Linked DNA regions of Zea mays: region 2 is linked to region 1. The links are chromatin contacts, called in public Hi-C maps. All regions are on one chromosome and are shown on one strand. Each heading gives the region's core, a stretch centred on a gene start, on an enhancer-like site or on the middle of the called end of the contact. The rest is flanking DNA. Distances are from core to core; before and after follow the strand shown. Region 1 holds the start of LOC100275784. Region 2 holds the start of LOC100280351.

Region 1 (6,775 bases), core at 2,408-4,907:
ACTCAACACCAGATGTTTAGGAATACGTGTTGGTCTCGTAGCAGAAACCCTTCCTCATACTTTTCTTCTTCTTGTCGTCCTTGTGCGACATGAAGGAGCCTTAGGATTTTTCTTTCTTCCCTTTTTCTCTTCTCCCCTGAGGGCACCTTTTTCTTTTCTTGACAGAAACTTTCCTATGGGCTTTCCTCTCAAAGCTATTTTCTCTTCGTGCTTCTCTCCCGAGGATACCTTGTTGTTTTTGGCGACTTCTCCCAACATCACTTTGAGTTGTTAGACTCTTAGATGAAGTTTTGGGCTTCGATACCAATTGAAATTTATATAGAGGGGAGGTGAATAGGTGAAACCTAAAAAATCATAACTTAAAACACGAACTCAAAGTCTAGTTATGCGTTAGAACAAGAAGTAAATCGATCCGAGTAAGGGAGAGTAGTTCTTCTTGCAAGTGTTGCTCAATATGATTGTGGAATTCACTTGAGAACAACACAATTGATTTAGAATCAAGCACAAGCAATAGAAATAGAAGAGAGGTGGAGGAAGAAACAAATCACAAATCAAACTCCACACAAAGACATGAGCGATTTGTTTTCTCGAGGTTTGGCTCTGAAGAATCTATGTCCTCATTGAGGAGTCTACTTAGGATGAATCTATTTCAACCCTTTGCCTCTCTGAAACGGTCACTTTTCAGTTGAGTGTTCCTTCTCAAATCAAAAGACACGAAGTCTCCGCATGGATCTCGACACAAATTTGGAGTCTCTTGCTAGCTCTTTACAAGAATGTGAATGAGAGTGAGAGAGAAAGAAACTCAAGAACACAAGAATTGGTTGCAACAACTTGAAAACTAATACTTCACAAGACACTAAACTTCTCTAGCTTAATTTCATTAAATGTGGCACTTGGGAGGAATTGAATGAGATGGAGATGTTGCAATCAATGTATGGATGTTTGGTGTAGCTATTATGTGTCTTGAATGCTAGTTGGGGGTATTTATAGCCCCAACCACCCCACATAGCCGTTGGAGTCAAGTGGGGAAATCTGCTCTATATAGTAGTGTAGTGCACCGTGAACAATAGTGGTCTGGTGTGCACCGAACTCCTGTCAGTCTACTACAACATGGAGCCATTTTGATAGTGGATCGGGTCCATGCATATGTACATAGGGATCTCAGTGGACATAGCTAAAGAAGATCGAAGAGGTGGGATCTTGGTGTGGCCACACCCTTATTCAACCTCTCAACGCACGCACACAGGGGGATTCCTGGCTTGACTACGGGGGGAGGGGGGCTAGGCCTGGGCGTGTCGGAGGGAAGGGAGGACTTGGCCATGCCGGGCTTGGGCAAGGCTAAAGATGCAAAGTTTTAGGACCCAAGTGACTCCAACGTGGCACACCACATCGACATTCGGTTTGAGCAAACCTTGATTTGAACGATTTTGTATGGACCGACTAAATTAGAGGACCCGTTTTGCTGGTTTTCTAAGTTCGGGGACCCAAGTAGCGCATCATGCCAAATTCGTGGATCGTTGATACAGTTTTACTCTTTATTATTTAATTTTAGGTGAAAACACGGGTATAAGTTTGAATAAAGTATTTTATAAAGGTTAAAAGACAAGACAAGGGAAGTAGTAGACTAGTTGTTTACCCTTTTCCATCAAATTTGAAGTACATTTGCAAGTATAGATGTATAAATGGGTACGGCCTGCCGAACGTCTCATGGCACGACATGGTTTTAGCCCATCACAAGCATGGCCCATTCCGTTAGCTGCTTGGCTCGTGTCGGCCCAATCCATCAATGTGTCGTGCTTGGACCTTAAGTGCGGTACATCGAGCTTGACCTGGTTTTATTTTTTTTCATTTTAGTTAAACATATCTACATTATGTTTGAGTATAGACTATAAAACAAAAAATATGTGTGTTTTGTTAGCTAAGTGGGTGTAAATGTGGCTTTGAAGCCAGCAACCATGGTGTAAACCCCCTACTTATAAATACTTTTTGCTTATTTATGTTATTTAAACGTCATAGACTACCATAGAGATTTGTCGGGCTATATTCCGACCTGACACGATTAGTGGATTGATAGGCTATGCCTGAGCCTCGCTCATGGGCTGTGGGCTAGCACGGCATGACCCGTTGGCCAATCTAGGTCAGTCTGACATGGGCCTGTCACGATCACAAACCTGGTAGACCATTATTGGGTCTCACCCATGAGTTGTGGACCGACACAACATGTCCCAATGGTCAATCTAGACCTTTCCAACATGGCCCAATTCTTGTAGGGCCTAGCCATGTCTGGTCTAGCACAGCCCATCCATTTAGACATGTATTCTTGCAATGATTCAAGACTAGCTAGAACCCCCTATGCAGTATATGCATATGTATCTCCTCTGCCTGAGTTGACAACAAGTTAAATGCTAGCAATATCTAGAGAAATACTGCAGCAAAAGCTTTACCTGTCCATCAGCATACACAAGAATATGCGTATGTCTCTTTGGTTTCTGCCTTATTACAAGTTACAATCACAATCACAATCCTCTAACCCTATCTGCAGACTACAACATATTTTGTCTACTCTTCATCATTTCCACATGCTGGTCTGGTCACATGAGTTGCATCAGCTTCCATCATATGCCGAGGGAAAACTGCTAGCGAGTACAATCTATATATCAGCCATTGTTCTTTTCCTGCAAATTGAACTGCCCTTCCAATTCCTCTATCCGGGCACGTACTAACATCTGCATGCTGAGGGGCAAAACAAAACAGATAGAACCCATAAAAAAAGTTTCATGTTAGGTACATTTATATATATAGATGGATGTTGAAACTTGAAAGTATGATTCGTTAACAATACAATTAAAGGCTATTATACATCACCCGAGTATCAGGTTCATTGCAGCAACAACAAACAACAAAGCAAAAACCCAGAAAACTAACCTGGTAACACAAGATCTAGCTCAACCTCGCTCGTTGCACCGCGTTCGAGATGCGCCTGAGAGCGTCAACTTGCGCGTGTAGGTGAGTAACGTAGTCCACAGCCTCATGAAGCAGCGAGATCTCATCATGGAGCAGCTCGCCTCCGGGAATCATCTTCCTGAGCACCATGGTCCTCTTCCTCACCAGCCTCCGCGCGATCTCCCTGCAGCTACCGAGCGTCGTTCCCGCCGCTGCCGTCGTCCTTGCAAGCGACGAGGACGTGGTACCAGCAATGCTGCCATCCCTCCGTCTCCGCGTCCTCGTGTGGTGGAGACACGACCGCCTCACGACCTTCTTCTTGCACACGCCGCGCGTGTTCTTCTTCTTCTTCCCCGGCGACGACGGCGACGGCGTTCTAGCAGACGGCGACGACGACGACGACGAACTTGGAGCCAAGACGGCCTGTGGCCACCGCGCCCCACCGCCGCGGGCAGAAGCCGCCATGGCGATGTCGACCGACGCCTTGATGGCGCGCTTCCTCTGCTGGAGACTCATCGTGGCGGTGGCGCCGCCCGCGGAGCCAGAGGATGAGATATTGCAGCAGGCTTGGAGACTCGAGATCATGTTCTTGAGGACGAAGCCTTGCTGGAAGGCCTTGGTGTTGGGGCCTCGCATTGCGTCGTTGGTTACTGTGATCGAGCTGGAAAAGCAAGTAAGATCGAGCGAGGCCGTGTAGGAGGAAGGCGATGGACCGGAGAATACGTGTGTGGTGTGCTTGAGATTTATAGCAGACTATATACACATAACACACACACACAACTGATCTCCATGCATGAGGAATGGGAGTCGCATGCTGCATGTACGTGGTGCTGAGCTAGCATGCATATGCATTCCCATCGTTACATTTGGTGGTCCTGGATCGATATATAGCTAAGCTAGCATGCATGCATCTCTTGTCGCTTTTTTCGTGTCATGGCACATGGTCTATTGTTGTACATTTGCATGCGCTGAAAAAGGTCTTGTTTTCAAGGTTGAAGTTAACAGTGTGTGGTACGTAGCTAGCTAGCTGTGTATAGAACACAGTGTGTAACAATTGCCAGCTCAGAATTAACAAGCATGTGGCCGAGGGCTCTCTCCAAAGCACGCGAGGTATATAGTACTACGTACTTGTTGCGTTGTGTTATTCCATGGAATTAATTTTCTAACGCATGCTCCGTATATATATGTGTGTGCATATGTACCTCACATGTCACATGATCATCTCAAAGTACAATCACAAGTACAGACGTAGTACAATAGTAATGCAAGGCAAATAATCCTTAAGCACTGTAGCTGTGAATAATACCATACACACTAGCTAGGTTGCAATTGAGTAGATTTGCAAACCAGACGCTGCAGCTAGAGATACTAAACAAGTCGCGATAGGATCTTTATTGCAGCGAATTTGCATTTTTTTTAAATTTTCAACAAAATGTGTGGGCTTCATGCATGGATCTCGTTCTGTTCTCGTCATATTTTTTTTCTCAATAACATGCATTCTTGAACCAGAGTTAAGATTTGAGAAATGGCGTATTTTGAAGTTGAATCGCACAAAAACAATTCTGCGTGTCAAATGTGTCATATGGGCCATGGGGTATGCAACTGTGCTTAACAGCAGGAATGCTATATATGTGTGTAAAGACGTAGAGTCCGTATACAGTACACACGTACTACAAAGTTTAGGGCTAGTTTAGTAACTTTATTTTTTTCAAAGGATTCTTATTTTTTCAAGAAAAAATAAACTAATTTTACGTGGGAAAATAAAAAATCCTTTGAAAAAAATGGGATTTCCATCCTCCATGCATATTTTTTGTGAGGGGATCGATTCAGCATGCATGCATCGGAAAAGAGATCGACGGAGAGGCCTGGGAGCGCGAGGTCCGCCCCGGCCGGGCTCCCCATGAGCATGACTGAGAAGAAGAGGAGGCAAGGCGCACATGGCGGCACATGCTGCAGCGTCGTCGCTACGACCTTGCGATCGAGTTAGCGAGAACGACGACGTAGATTCGTTGGCATGCATGTTATGTGCTATGCTGCCGTCCCTAGCTGCTCCCATTTCCATGCATCACCCATATTGCTACGAATATGGGCAGGACTTTCTAGACCAGCACGATCACACCCCAAAACACATAAACATAAAGCACGGTCTAGTATGAAATAATATATGTCGGACTAACACGACCCGAAGATAGACCTAGGCTAAGCCTCAAATTCCGTTCCGTCGAGCCCTCGGCACGGGCCGCACATATAGGCCGGTCTTGGGCGGACACGACCCAATAAAACTCATGTTGTTTAATTTCTTTAATTAAGTAAGCTATAACTTTATATTGTTATGATATTTAGACTTTATGTAGTCAAATGATGCTATGCTTGTTTAATATCTTTAATCTAGTAATTTATAGATTTTATGTGGTTGTAATATTTTAATTTTATTATATGGTCAAATATATGGGTTAGACTTAGTTGGCAGGGTCCAACGAAAGCACGACGTAGTTTAGGAGTAGGACCGGACTGGACCACTGTTTTTATACTCCAGACTAGCACGAGTGCACAACATGATCCAAAAGTTTTTTTTGACTTTCTTGGTCCAAATCCATTTGGCACGAAGCAAGATGGGCTCGCCGGACCAGCCCAATTCTCAGCACTAATCACGCATGCATATATTTCCAGCTAGCGATCTCTGTGTGTTATTTGCCAGCAACAGCAACAGCAACGTCTAGCTTGCCGAGTTGCATGCATGCATGGATGACAAGGCTGGAAATTAACATGCTTCGTGAATCGTACGTTAATTTGATCTGGTAGCCGTCGGCGGCATGTATGAATGGTAATAATGGTGGTGGTGGCTCCGCAAGTAGTGGATGGAGATAATATATAATGGAGGTCTTTTGAGCAGGCAGCAGGCAGCCAAGAGCTAGCTAGCGTGCATGCAGTAGTGGACGGAGAAAGCAGCAGCTAGCGAGGGATCGGAGGGACGTGGTGGTTTACCCCACATGACGTACGGCCACATGGGTTTCTCTCCAAACTCGGATCACGCACATGGCGCCTCCCAGCACACGTATAGTTGTCCAAAAGGCTCCTGGTCCATCGGATGCCCCGTGTCATGGTACATAATTGGCCCGGTACGGCTTGTAACCGGTCCACGTTGGTATGGCACGAAGCGTGTGTCGTACTTTGGCGTAGAGAACGGTCTATTGTGTCATGTAGGATCAATATACGACCTATCGAAAGGGGTATATGATGTCTGACTACGACCAAGATCTCAGTAATTGTATTCAAAATCTCTTCCTCTTTGGTGAATCTCTACACAGTTGATGTGCTCCCAGCCCTCCACCCTCTGGTTTTCCTTTCCTAGATTTAGACCATCCAGCTAGCCCTTTTGTCCCCATGCATGTTGATTATGGCCTTGTATAATGTTCCTGTTATTGATTTGCTCCTACTAGTAGGTCACAGTCGAAGGTCGCCGTTGGACATGGCATATAGTTGATTCTGCCTTAACTTCTCCAACATACTCTTAGATGTTGGTCGTGCAATTTTTTAGTAGCGGAATAGACTAGTATGCCATCAATGAATAATATCACAAACTTTTCCAAATTATCCGTGAACACCTTGTTCGTCATGTTTATAAAGTAGGCCAGACATTGATGAGTCCGAACGACGAACTCATACTTCCCATATATGGTTACAAATGTGATGTTCGGGATGTGCTTAGGTCAGATCTTCATCTAATGGTATACAAATCTGAAGTCAATCATGGATAAGAACTTGTCATTCCTCAACTGGTCGAGTAGGTCATCTATCCTTGGTAGAGGATACTTGTTCTTTATGGTTATGT
Region 2 (6,775 bases), core at 2,084-4,583, 210 kb before region 1:
TCACCAACAGGTTGGTGGCCAGAGCAAAATCAATGGTGACAGCTTGGGCTTGGGGAAAGCATGATGGCTGCCGCGAATTTAAGTGACATGACACTTGCGAGTTGCGAGCCTCCCACCATTCCCATTCCTTTTCATATGTTTGTTCGCATTTAATCCGTACCCACTTCTATTACTATTATTATATTTATCTTTATCGATTGCGGCCCCTCATTGATCTCGACCAGTTTCGGACCTTTTCCTAGAATCCTAACTGCTGTTGTGTCACAATGCATACTAGTACATATGTCCTTTTTAACTGTCATTCTCTCTTACCAAATAGTCACACATACTTAAATGCAATTAAATATATAAGTAGAATGTTAATATTTATAGTACGCAATTATAATTATTATATAGATAGTTCAAACTATTGTAGTAATAAATTTATTTTTAAATATAATTAATGCTAATTAAACATAAGAAAAAATTAACAAGACCCGTGGGAGTAGGGGCTATTACGTTGTTACTCCTTGTATCCCATTATACGTCTCTAGATTCACAGCATGTTTTATATATCTAGACCTAACTTATGTCTGTATTTAAAGAATTTTTCTTGTAGGTGGTAGGAAGCCAAAACGAATAATATAATGAAGTAGAGGGAGTAACAATTAACATCGAATAGGATGTTTTTATGTCTATGTCAACGTTTTTAGAAGTAATTTACAACCTATTCACTTTGCTTTAATCTATACTGGCCTCTGCTGTTTTTACAGTGTTTTGTTTCTATAAATTACAACTGCAATAGTCCGAACAACTGACTTTATTCGAATTGAACAGTCCCCCTTAGTCTTAATAGAATGCTATTTTATGGTGCAATTATTAAACTGCTCGGCTCTCTGTCTCTTTGGGCAGCTATTATACAGTGTTGTACTCTCACAACAGATACTGCACCCGCGGAGGTACTGAATTTATAATATTTTTATGAATAAAATTTAAATTTATTAATTTAAACTATACTTGAAATTATATTCTGTTTGGAAGCAGGTAGACAAGTAGTCTCTCTCTATATATATTGTTGTTAAGCATTTTGTTTTGTAGTGTACTCACGAAGGCGTGTAGAGGATGTATCTGAGCAGCGGGAACGCCTCGAAGACCCTGGGCGACACGACCTCCACGTTGCTGTAACCCATGGCGCGCAGGTAGTCGAAGGCGAGGGCGTGCACGTAGACCAGGCCTATGGAGCCGGCCCCCACCAGGAAGGCCCCTGCCAGCGGGGCCCCCATCACCAGAGTCAGCAGCAGGACCTCCAGCGGCGTCCCGAACCCGGCTGCAACAAATGCAAGCAATGGAAACGAGCAAAAAAAAACACGCTCATTACTATACTACTGTACTCTGTTCGTCATAATGGCGAGAGCGAAGGGAGCAGAAATGATGCCGCAATGAGTGGTCGGCGTGCGGAAGGGCGCAGAAGATCCGGCACCTGTCAGCGGCTGGGTGACGCCCGAGGAGTGGTGCGCGGCGTGGTAGCGGGCGAAGAGCGGGGCCCTGTGGAGGGCCCGGTGGGCCAGGTAGAAGACCGGCTCTGAGAAGCCCACATGCAGCAGCAGGGCGACGGCCCACCCGCGCGGGTCCCACAGGCAGAGCTGCCGCAGGCCCGGGAGCAGTGGGCTGTTGACCACCGTGGCCCCAATCAGCGTTTGCAGCACGAGAAAGTTGTCCCTGCGTGGTGGAGGGGGCAGGACAGGAGGGCCACAGTCACTGACATGTCACAAGCCTCCGGAACTCCGGAGTAGTAATAATTACCGAGTTACTACTGTGCCACTCTGCATGAGGAATTACAGCGGCCAATGATATGCAGGCTACTGTGCTTTTGTTATTGACGCGCGGACAGCTTGGTTACAGAGCAAGTACTCCTACAGTAATTAATCCTTTCTTTTACATAAATGTGGTGAGATGAAAACGGACAAAGAATGTACACTTATATATATAGAAAAAAGGAAAAGTATGTTTCGGGGCCTTCAATTCAAACTCCTAGCATCGACGGCTCCGAAAAATCAAATGGAATACTAGGAATATAGTGGCAGGAGTAGATGCTAGAGTCGTGGAAGCAACTAGCTCAACTGGTACAGCCTATGGCCCTTTTTCGTTTTAGGTTTTTTCCAGCTTTGCTATTAGAAGTTGGTGAAGGCATCTTAGCGTCCAACTTTTTAGCCTATTTTTATAATAACCACTTTAATCAAAAAATCATACAAAATCAATATAAATATAGAATGTGTAGATTCATTGTAATAATATAAAACTATCACTTTCTACTTTTAAAACTCTATATAATTTTATCTTCCTCTACACGTAATCCTCACCGCACTCGGTTTCTCTCTAAGTCCGATTTTTTTTCTATATCTGCACGACACTCATATTCTCTTTGCAGTCTGATCTTTTCTACAGCCAGATCCTACAAAAACTCCCCATAAAAAATTGAACCGGCCCTGTAGCTTACTCGTAGTCGTAGAAGCCTAGGCTACTCTTGCAAGGTAGTAGTACATCATCAGCACTCGTTTCCATCCACACGCATTTTGAATGACTCCCAGACTCCGAAGCTGTTTCTGTTCGGTGCCGCAAAGACGGAAGATGCCCATGCAGATGCAACTAGCCAGAGACCGAAGAAGGTAACTAAACGGGTGCAGTCTACACGCTACGACTAACTCACCAGTCCCACTCGGCGTCGATCTGGCGGAAGTCGACGCCGTCGGCGACGACGCGGCGGCGGCGGGTGAAGAAGAGCATGTTGCCGTAGCTGAACCAGAATTGGTAGGTGAGGCCGCGCGCCGCGAACAGCAGCAACAGGTGCAGCCACCAGGAGCCGAGCGGCAGGCCCGCCTGCTCCCGCCATTCTTGCAGCACCTTCCACACCAGAGGCCCCAGCAGCACGTACTGCATGCATGTGTCCAGACATGTCAAAGAAGTATCATGTAATTGTATTAAAGAAACAGGACCGATCGACTGCAAATATAGATTCACGTATGCGCGTACGTGTGTATATGGTGGACACGCACGCATGAAGGGATGCATATGCACAGAAAGGGAAGGAGGAAGAAGGAAGGGTCAGTCGTCGTTGCCTTGTACTGGCCGAGGCTTGCCCATGGCCAGGAGGAGAGGGGCGGAGGAGCCATGGATTCGCTCCGACTCTGGTTCTGGGGGCGGCCGGCCTTGAGGGATGAAAGAGGCCGCAGCACGGTGCACTGTCTGAAGTACTGGAGGAGGAGGCCAGCGGGGAGAGAGAAGCAGACACGTACTCCTATCCTGTGTGTGTGTGTAATGCAGTAGTCGTGTTTGGGCTGCTCTCTTCGCCTCTCGTCTCGTCCGCGCGCTCCCGGCCTGACGCCACGCTCGCCTCTACTTATGAGCAGAGGAAGGTGGCGGTGGCCAAAACAAAGACAGCCAGCGGGGCCGGCTCGCAGTCGCAGAGCAAAAAAAATCTCTTTAAAGGCGGCCGGCGACGGACATCCTGCACCGCGGAATTTCTCTGCCATTAATCGATCGGCAGCAGCCGTCGTCCTAACGATGGTTAGATAGAGAGAAGCACACGACAGTGGCAGGAGGATGCTTGTTCATCATCATGGTCGTTAGCCGTTGAGGTAATGAGGGCCGGCCGGGTCGCAGTCGCAGCGCAAGTCAAACGCTCGTTGCTGCTGGGTGTAGCCGGTATACTACACGCGTAGAGAAAGAGAAACCGACGTGTGCAGCGCAGCCATGATGGCGCGGTTAGTTGGCGAATGGCAACTGGCAAGCTATATTATGGGCCGGCGGGCGGTGCCGCGTCCGTCCGTCCTTCCTTGTCCGGCAACGTACGCACGCACGCACGCGGTGGTTGCAGCTCGATCGACGACGACGTGGTCGGCGGGGCGGTCGGTCGTCGGGAAAGCAGAGCGCCATGGAGTGGAGGGACGGACGACTGCCGGAGCATGCATGGCTCGCCATGCCGTTTGTGACCAAGACCGGTGGAAGTGGAACTGTGGAGGCCACCGGTGTCAGGGGTCAGGATCAGCTAGCAGCGCCGTCTGTCCGACTGGTTGGGCGCGTTGCTGGCCGATTGGTTGTTTGCCGCAGCCGGGCGGGCAGTTGGCTGCTGGATCGCGCGCGTGCCTGCCGACGGTGGTACTGACTGGTAGGCTCCCTAGCCGCGCGCGCGCGCGCATATGGCGTGCACTTGCGATGTCTGGCCTTGAATGAAAGGGAAAAGGACCGGTGGCGTGGATCGGGCGAGGGAGGAGCCGCCATCGCCCCCGCGTGTCGATCGTACGCACGTATATCGTTCGTCGATCGTCGCCTGCGGGCCGTGTACACTACACAGTGCTAGCTCGGGCGGACCGCGCGTACGTAGCGTAGCGTACGGACCTGTATGTATTATTGCTGCACGCTATTACAGTATGCCAGAGTCACTCAGACCACGCATGCATATGCGGCCGGCCACGCACGGCCTCGCATGTGAGCCGACCATGTCTTGTCGTGCTCACACCGGCCCCCGCAGCCTGCAGCTGCAGAGCAGCACGGCCGGATCGGAGCCTACGCCCGGGAAACCGAGACGGGGGCAGTGCAGTGGTGGCGTGGGCACCGCGCGCGGCGCGGTACGAGTACGAGCCGTAGCGACAACGACGCCTGTACCGTCCCCGCCGTATGCATGCGCATGCCCCTTTCCCGATCCCGCCCCCCCGCGTGAATGTACTAGCTCGCTAGTAGTAGCAGAGCGCTAGCGCAGCACATGTGTCCAACGGCCATCTGCCAAACCCGCGTCGTGGAATGGAACTGTGGAACAGCAAAGCGAGCGAGACCGGCAGGCAGGTCGTTCAACAAAGGCTGCCGCACCCGCGGCCCGCCCCCGCTCTGCCGTGCCGTGATCGGGATCGGAATGGGCCGCGCGCGCTCTCCCCAGTGTGCTATTATTAATGCGGGGGCCGGCGGCCGCGCGCGGGCTCCCTAGAGGCTAGGGTTAAAAACACGGAAAAAATTCCGTTTCGACCTGTACCGTTTTCTATATTTGACCCGACATTTCCGTATTTACGGAAAAATATGGAAACGGGACGGAAACGGGTGAAGGCTTATTCCGTCCGTTTTTGCGGGATCCCGTTTTTTCCGGATTGAACCCGTATTTATTCCATATTTGACAAATATGGGACGAGCCTAATATGCATTAGTATATAAACTAAATCCTCATGTATTTAGGTGACAAATTATAGCACAATTGACCATTTTAACCACCGACTCTTTTCAAATAACAAGTGATCTAAAGTCTTAAATAACATCGGATGTAGCTAAATATACACATTTAGCAATCAAACAACAATAGAATGTTGTCTCTCTATATCTATTTGTTTTATATTATTGTTCTGCCAATCAATCATTAGTCAAACATCAATAACATTTCTATTTGTATTAAATTATGAGTTCCGTTAGTATTTTCGTTTCCGTTCGTTTTCGCAATTCCGTTTATCCCGCTCCTGTTTCCGTTCCCGACTATTTCGGACTTGATCCCATTTCCGATGATAAAATGCGGATACAGAAACGAGAGAGGGGTTTTTCCGTCCGTTTCCGTCCGTTTTCATCCTTACCGGCGGCCACCAGATCACGTACGGTTCCACCGGCCGGGGCCCGGGGCGCGCGCGAGCACTCCTCATCCTGCGACCGCGACCACCGCCGTGCGCGTCCCTATACGGCCCCGGCCGGCCGGCCGGTCGTCGGGCCTTTTCCTCAATTATTCTCATGCATGATGCGTGCAGTGCAGCTCTCCCGCTGCTGGACCTAGCTAGCCTTCCCGTCGGATCTGATGCGTAATAGGAGTCTACAGTACATGTACACCTTTGTACTGTATAATTGTACTATGCCGTGTAAATACATTGATAGGCCTTGCTTCTGGCTTAAGATAAGAAGACGAAAAGCGAGTTTTTAATTTGCAAAGCATTCACCCTGCCCTGCCAAAAATGACTTTTGTCCCGGTCGGCTTGCCTGAGCTATGTAAGTAACTCCACTCGGCCTCCATCCAATCACTCACTGCTCGACTCGTTGGCCCCTACAGCGCACTGCAGTAACGAGACAGGGAAAAAAAATCTAACATACCAGATGCATTGCAAACCAACTCCTTTGTAGCCCCTCACCTCTTTATCAATAGAAGAAGAAAAAAATTACCTAGCAGTTAAGTTGAATATTTTGATATGTTCGTGTGGATCTATAATTAGTGGATGTGAAGGGCTACAAAGTAGTGGATTTATATCCGATATGCAGAAATGTTTTTTTTCCGGGAGACGAGTAGGACGTGTTTAGAAATAAAGTGTTTCAAAATCATAGTTTTCGAATACTATGGTTTTAAAATGTCATTGCATAACCGTGTTTTTTACATCAATCCAAATAATACTTGTTTGGATATAAAATATCTCAAACCATGGTATTCAGTATACATGTGCTAGAAGCTAGTTATAGACCACACAATTTAGCTTGGAGTGGAGTTTAAAATACTCCAAAAATACTATTGTAACTACCAATTTGTGCTATTCAAAACAAAGTTTTTTTTTACAATATATCCAAACATCTCTTGGGAAAAAAGTACCACAACATTCTTTGATATTATGGTTTTATCTCAAAACTCCTAAAATACTTTGCTCCCAAACACTCCCAAAATGGTAATTGTGGTTCATAGTTTGCAGTAAGATTTTCAAATAATATTTTTTTGTTAATAATTATGAATCTAAAAACTATTTTACAACTATTATAAGTATGGCATTATTTTGGTGTTTAGATGGTTGAT

What was found. A called contact is a pair of places that touch in the nucleus more often than the background predicts.
Region 2: a Hi-C map of ear shows a contact between it and region 1, with 2.7 times the contacts expected there. The contact joins the promoter of LOC100280351 here to the promoter of LOC100275784 in region 1. A contact is called at or near these places in 7 of 25 Hi-C or Micro-C datasets (ear, endosperm, leaf and 2 more) and 1 of 3 datasets of contacts at active chromatin or transcription factors (leaf).

The regions. Positions count from the first base shown.
Region 1 is chr5:92,221,232-92,228,006 of Zm-B73-REFERENCE-NAM-5.0, reverse strand. LOC100275784 reads right to left here and starts at 3,657. Exons shown (of 2, transcript NM_001374083.1): 1 at 2,926-3,657; 2 at 2,264-2,733. The coding sequence starts at 3,579. The coding sequence ends at 2,941.
Region 2 is chr5:92,427,512-92,434,286 of Zm-B73-REFERENCE-NAM-5.0, reverse strand. LOC100280351 reads right to left here and starts at 3,333. Exons shown (of 9, transcript NM_001153277.1): 1 at 3,096-3,333; 2 at 2,687-2,910; 3 at 1,087-1,698. The coding sequence starts at 1,262.